Linked DNA regions of Rattus norvegicus: region 1 is linked to region 2. The links are chromatin contacts, called in public Hi-C maps. All regions are on one chromosome and are shown on one strand. Each heading gives the region's core, a stretch centred on a gene start, on an enhancer-like site or on the middle of the called end of the contact. The rest is flanking DNA. Distances are from core to core; before and after follow the strand shown.

What was found. A called contact is a pair of places that touch in the nucleus more often than the background predicts.
Region 1: a Hi-C map of liver shows a contact between it and region 2, with 9 times the contacts expected there. The contact joins the enhancer-like site here to the promoter of Tmsb4x in region 2. A contact is called at or near these places in 5 of 12 Hi-C or Micro-C datasets (the A7r5 cell line, the Rat2 cell line, frontal cortex and 2 more) and 1 of 1 datasets of contacts at active chromatin or transcription factors (oligodendrocytes).

What each region holds. Positions count from the first base shown.
Region 1 is chrX:30,815,052-30,818,435 of GRCr8, forward strand. No RefSeq gene overlaps it. Among named protein-coding and RNA genes, the nearest start is that of Tmsb4x, 55 kb to the left of the region's middle. Within about 2 kb of position 2,075, at least 52 of the 93 cell types and tissues checked have an H3K27ac peak or open chromatin away from gene starts, as enhancers often do. A contact at or near this core is called in the A7r5 cell line and liver, where this site is marked.
Region 2 is chrX:30,759,921-30,763,119 of GRCr8, forward strand. It overlaps Tmsb4x (thymosin beta 4, X-linked), which reads left to right and starts at 1,691. Exons shown (of 3, transcript NM_031136.2): 1 at 1,691-1,748; 2 at 2,750-2,864. The coding sequence starts at 2,765. It overlaps LOC134484016 (a long non-coding RNA gene), which reads left to right. Exons shown (of 4, transcript XR_010061311.1): 4 at 1-493.

The sequences.
Region 1 (3,384 bases), core at 825-3,324, 56 kb after region 2:
GTGGCATTAGGAAGGTTGAGAACCACTGCCTTAGAAGACTGAAGCAGTAGGATTAGAAGTCCAAAGTCTTTCTGGGCTATTTAGGGAGCTCCAGGCCAGCCTGAGATACATGACACCTGGTATCAAAAATCAAGTCAAGTGCTTGGTGTGTAGCTCAGATGGTGGTGTGCTTGTCTAGTATGCATAAAGCCCTGGCTTCCATGAATAGAACAGAATTAGAGTATGATGATCCATGCCTATGATCCCAGCACTAAGGAGACAGAGAAAGAAAGAGGGAAAGTTTACACTCACCCTCAGTTACAGGAGACTCTGACTCTAAGCTAGACAAAATGCAGCAAAAATGGAAAAGAGAAGCAAATTACAAACGTCTGCCAGACATGTTTATGGTCTTTTCCGGTTCTTGATGGCTAATTGTGATTAATAACTTCGTGGGAGTGATAGTTACTATGGAAATGAACCTTTGGAATGTTTGTGATGATTTTTCCAGATTAGGTTAGTTGAGGCATGTAGACCCACTCTAAATGTGGGCGGTGTCTCTCTGGACTGAGGACCTGAATTAAATAAGGGAAAAACAAGCTAAGCACCAACATTCATCTCGCTCCCCTTTTTGATTGTGGATACAGTATGCCTAGCTGCCTAACACTTCTGTTCCCAGGGTTTCTGGCTCTGATGGACTGTATTCTCAAGCTGTGAGCTAAACTAAAATCTCTCTTCCCTAAGTTGCTTTTGTTGGGTATTTTTGTCACAATAGGAGCACCAACCAACATAGTTCCTGAAATAAAATCTTAAAATGTGACCATGAGAAGCATAACAATACTTTGTTAGCACCAAGATAACATATGCAGTCTTGATGACTTGTGGTAAAATCCTGATGCTGTCATAGAAAAACGAAAAATGAGACCCAAAATAACCAGTTAAACTGACCATTAGGCTCTCATGATAGTTTTTGATGGAGGCATTAGAAGAGACTGTTTTAAATGTTTATTTTCAGCTCCATTGAGGTATTAATGACATACAACAAGTGGCCTTTTTTAACTATGTGCTTGGATGAGTTTTGATGTTCTATATGCACCCGTGGCACTGTCATAGGTGACATATATGATGTAGCAATAAACACAGAAGAGGCCACGGGAAGATTGGTGAACACACGGGTGATAATATTACAAATTCTTCATTGTTTTGTATGAGTCCTATCTCCCATGCTCTTGCATTTGAAGGAGAGAAAACAGACAGCAAGCACCATAAAAATAAAGGTGGCATGTTAGAATGTGCTATGTAAGATTCAGAAACAGAGAAATGTGTCAGTCACTACCTGATGTCATCTTAATGGGGGAGCTCTGAGTCTGACCGGCTCATACAAACTGGAGTGATCTAGACTTTGATGTGTTTTTCTCAAATTCCTAAGGGTCTCATGGAAATCCACTTTCAAAAAAATTAAAAGAAAACCAAAGCTGCCATGAATAGCCAGAACTTAAGGAATGAGGTCATCCTTTGCCTGGAAATCCCCTTCCTTTTCTCACGTCTATCAATTAGGCTTTGTGCCCACCTGGAGGAGAAGGGCCACAGGCTAAGTCTCCTCCCGCCACTGTGGCTATCAAGCCAGGAGTTTACACTGGGATAACAATTTCCAAATACTTAAAGATCAGTGCCTCATCCTGATGGCCTGTACCAGTTTCAGCCATAGACTAGCCAGGGAGGTGTATGCACTCCATTCCTTCCAAGCACTCATTGAGTCCTTTTAGGGAAGGAGAGACAACAAAAGCAGAATGAACTAGAAGTTCATTTCACTATGCTCAGACACTTCTTTCGATGCTGATGAAACAGAGCCCCCTTCCCCCAAATCTATAACTGAAGAATGGTGGACATTTTCTTCTTGGTGTCTTTCAGCTGACATCAGGTTGAAAGAAGAGCGGAAGGAGATTGTTTCTGTTAAGAACGGAAGCTTGTTTGCCTGCCCAGTCTTTACTCACAGTGATCTGGCCCCTATCCAAGAAGGCCTGGACTTGCTGAGAAGCCTGACTCCCTGTTCCCAGTGTTTGAGCCAAATCAAAGACAGGGCTGGCAAAAGCAGTGAGGCATGAGGCATAGTTTAGCTTAGGAACAGGGCTGCGAACCGCTCATTCCTATGCTTTGAGATTCTTCCAGCAGCAACTGTCAAAGAACTTTGAGCTGTAGAGTTTTCTCCTTTAGACAGGAAACTTCCACCACAAAGTTCTCAAGTGTCTTTCAAGAAGACATTTGCTTCAGATTAGTTTGTTTTATTTACTACCTATTCTTTTTTTCTGTCTGTCTCTGTCTCCCTGTCTCTGTCTGTTTCTGTCTGTGTGTGCCCCCCTCCTCTCTCTCCCTCTTTCCCTCTCCCTTCCTCTCCCTCTCCCTCCCCCTCCCTCCTTCCATCTTCCCCCCCACCGTGTGTGTGTGTGTGTGTGTGTGTGTGTGTGTGTGTGTGTGTGTGTGTTTATGCATCTCCTTCCACCAGGTAGGCCACTGGACTTGAATTCAGGTCATCTGGCATGGTAGCAGGCAATCGAATTTGCTGCTGACCCATTAAACTGTAGATGAGTATCACAGAAAGGATTTTTTTTAGGTTCTTCATTATTTTTTCCTAGTACTGGGAATTGAACCTAGGTCCCTGCGCATGCCTAGGAAATACTGAACCACAAAGCTATCTTCCAGTCTTGTTTTTTTTTTTTTAAACAGAGTCTCATTAGATTACCCAGGCAGGCCATGAAGTTGAAATTCTCCTACCTCAGCCTCCAGAGTAGCTGAGATTACAAGTTTACACCACCAGGCCAAACATGCTCTTACATGCTCGCATTCTACAGATCACACAACGTTCAGAGACACTGTGACAAGGGTGGGGGACTGAGGGGAGGCTTACAATCCCCACTTCCTGGCTTTAAATAGAATGTAATTTCCATTACAGATTATAGAAAATATAATTCCAAATACCAGGCTTGCAGGTGAAAGTTACTATATGCAAATTATACGTTACAACCTGATGAAGAAGGCAAGTATGTTAGCTGAGTTCCGTCTTGCTTTTGGGTCTGCCAGACTGTGAATCTGGGGACTTTTTGCATTCTGCCTTTCAGAAACATTATTGGTTCTCTCCTGTTGTGTCTTAGGAGGAAGCTGTGGAGGGAATAAGCTGTGCAGCACAAAAGCATTAACCACGTGACTGGAAAGAAAGGCTTGTTCAGTTCTGAGCCTGGCAGGGCGTGTCAGGAGCTTCTGTGGAATCAATCACTCTCTTCTGATGGAGGGCGTCATATCCCAACCAGTTCCTGCCTGGGCTGCAGAACACAAAACAAAACTGTTCGTCAGTGATGGGAAAAGGACATTTGGTGTTCTTGTTGACTTCCTGGCTAATTATAAAGTGTTAAT
Region 2 (3,199 bases), core at 441-2,940:
AAACTCTAGATGTTTACAGAGTCCACTCTTCAATCTCCTCTGGCCGCATAACTTCTGTAAAGGCTCATCTTTCCTAAGGCAAACAGGCAACCAGGGTCAAGGCTATGGCATTCCTTTGACGTAGGAAGACACAGAGGCAGGGACAGCTGAGTGAAGGGACATGGAATCCAATGACCCACCAAAATGGTGTCAGTGTAACTGCAGAGGCCAAGCAGAAGAGGTCAGGAATGCATCCCGCAAGATCCGTTCTGTGTTTCAACAATGCAGTAAACTCCCTTCTAGTGAACACGGGGAGAGAGGGGATGTGTTACCCGAGAGGTGACATCTAATGCACGCTCAAACAGGTCCAGGGCCCATGCAAAGGGCAGAAAGGCGGTCTCCCAAGTAGAGCATTAACTGGGAAACCACATGGGTCACCTGCTCCTGCCTACCCCCATCTCCTTCCTCCTAAGTAAAAAGAGAAGTAGATGAAGAAATGGGGAAGTCCAAGCTGCCCCAGCAGTACCAGTTTAGGGTCCTTATAACACTTGACTCACTGCCAGAGAGGCAAAGCCTCTGTCATAAAAAATGCTTAGCAAAGGCTTTCTGGAAACATCCCTCCAGAGCACAGAAAAGGAGAAGAAATGTTTTATAGTTCTCGATGTCTCCGAAATAATCCCAAGGATGCTTTTTAATATCCTACGTAGCTTCTTCCTATCACCTACCACTTGCAGGCACAAGCTTGGTACCTGCAATTACTTTTTAGTAGCAAGTAGGTCCCTGGTACTCGCCGACTCAGGTGCCATTTTGAAACCAGCACCTCTCTACCTGAATCGTCCACATGTGTTGCTGAAAACCTTTCCCTCAAAACCTAGCTCGCACTTCTGTTTCAATCCTGATAGTAAAGCTAAAGGATCTTGTGATCTTCGGGAATCCGTGGCTTTCATTAGAAATCACTTTTAATTGATGAAAATAAAACAGAAATGAACTTCCTTATTGTCAGTCAACAGCAAAAGTTGAATTTGATTTAATTTTTAAGGGGCAGGCTGTGCTCTCCATAAAGCTCCCAATTAGCTTACACCTAGCAAATGTTAGTTAACTCGATTGCTCACAGAAATTACAGCAAACAATATAGATGCTGCAATGCTAAAACTTTTCTTTTAAAAATCCACCCAGGGTTCCTTTATCACCCTCTCATATTAAGGGGGAAGACAAGCGAGGGAGACAAAGAGGGCCGGGTGGGGCGGGCGAATGCGGTCCACTGGTCTGAAAGCTGAGTCATAGGAATCAGACCCCACCAGCCCTTGTACGCGGGACACCGCACCCTATGATGCGGGCGTTGGCTGCAGACAAAGCCGGTTTCTAAGTAAAAAAATGTCTGTCCCCTTAGGTGCCACTCGGGACCTTAGTTATCACGCATTAATCCTTAAGAACAGGTTTGGGCGGCTATTGCAAAAGTTCAGGATAATAAAATAGACGTCAAATGGGGGAAGGGGCATTTTGAAGGCGTTTGTTCCGTTTCTAGTTCCGCCATCGATGTGGTTCAAGGGCCCTGGTGGATGGGGATGTGGGGGTTGGGGAGGGGGGGGGTCCGACAGGCCTCTGAACGCCCTTCCGGAGACGCGGCGTGAAGGAGTTAAGCGGGACAGCGGGTGACATCACCTCATTTGCATATGAGCGCGCATAAAACGGCGCTCGCCGCGCCCCTCCCGACAGTCGGCAGCGGCCTCTGAGCAGATCGTCTCTCCTTGTTCGCCCAGCTCGCTCAGGTGAGCCCCAGGGCCCCTTCCTTCTATCCTTCCCTGCCTCTCCGGCGGAGGCGCTTGCCTCATCCTTAAAGCGAAGTCCAAGGGGTACTTCCAGGCAAGGTTGTTTCGGGGGACCGGGGCAGGGGGTATCTGAGTAACGGGAAGGGAAATCGATGATAAGAAAAAGCCCCCCCCCAAAAAAAATCGGGCATTCTGCTGCGCAGCTTAGAGGGGAATTGGTTTTTTCTCCTCGACCCTCTCTCCGAAGTGTTTTCCTTTACTTAACTGGCTGTAATTAATCAGAAATAGAAAGATCCTTTGTTCAAACGCTCTGCATTCCCCTTAAACGCCTGATGGCTTCGAGGGCTGTTATCTGTGGCAGGTTTAACCTACCCGGCCGGCCTTTAGCGTGAAAATTGGGAAGCCCTTGCAGAGGAATGTATGCAAAGGCGGTCAAATGGCCCCTGCATGCAGATCAAGATGCGTTTGCGAGAAGTGGGGAGGCAGCTTTGTGTGCCGAGGCTGCATTGTTGGGCAGGAGGAGGAGAGGAAGCGAGTAGGGCGGTGGTCGGCAGCTGGCGGCGTCAGCTCCCTCGCCTTTGTGAGGAGGAGAAAGCTGGACCGCCTGGTATCTTTTGGGGAGCCAGCCCCGTTTTGCGACCTTGGCTCTATTTTAAGAGATTTTACTAGACTTTTTCCTCTTAAACTGGAAGTGGCTTCGTTCTATCCCAATTTTAATTTTTCAACACTACAATGTTAAGATTCCGCAATGATGAATTTTATTCTACGGAAATACCTTTGAGTATTTCCACCTTCACTCTTTGATTCTTCACTTTGAGAATATTAAGGGGGAAGATTTTTTTTTCCTATAGAAAGACTAAGGTCTTTAGCGAGGAGTCAACAAGGCAATAGGATTTTAGGCTTTGGGGTTTCGGGCGCGCGCGTTTGGGGTGCTTTCAGAACTGGGAGAGGCGAGGGTGGGTTCCTCTTTCTTAGCTTTGGTCTTCGTTTTGTACCTGCAGCTCCTTCCAGCAACCATGTCTGACAAACCCGATATGGCTGAGATCGAGAAATTCGATAAGTCGAAGTTGAAGAAGACAGAAACACAAGAGAAAAATCCTCTGCCTTCAAAAGAAAGTAAGCTGTTCGCCCTCGCCCATTTTCAGAGCCGGCTGGGCGGGAGCAGAGCGGGAGCTGCAGTCGGGAGGAGGAAGGGAGGGGCCGCGGGGAGGATGGGGGGTTCGGGGGAGGAGCCGACAGTTGATGATGATGAATATGGCCTGCAAAGGTTAATTAAAAACTGTTTTGCAGCCAACAAGCGCCGGGCTTCAGTGATTTAATAATGGAATATTTATTATTCTGTTATGCAAATACATTTATTGGGTAACTGCTTTGGTTGAGTATGTCTTGCTCAGCGTGGCTACTATGTATCCTTCTAGAAATTTTATAAGATGAAAAGAGATTTTTTTTAA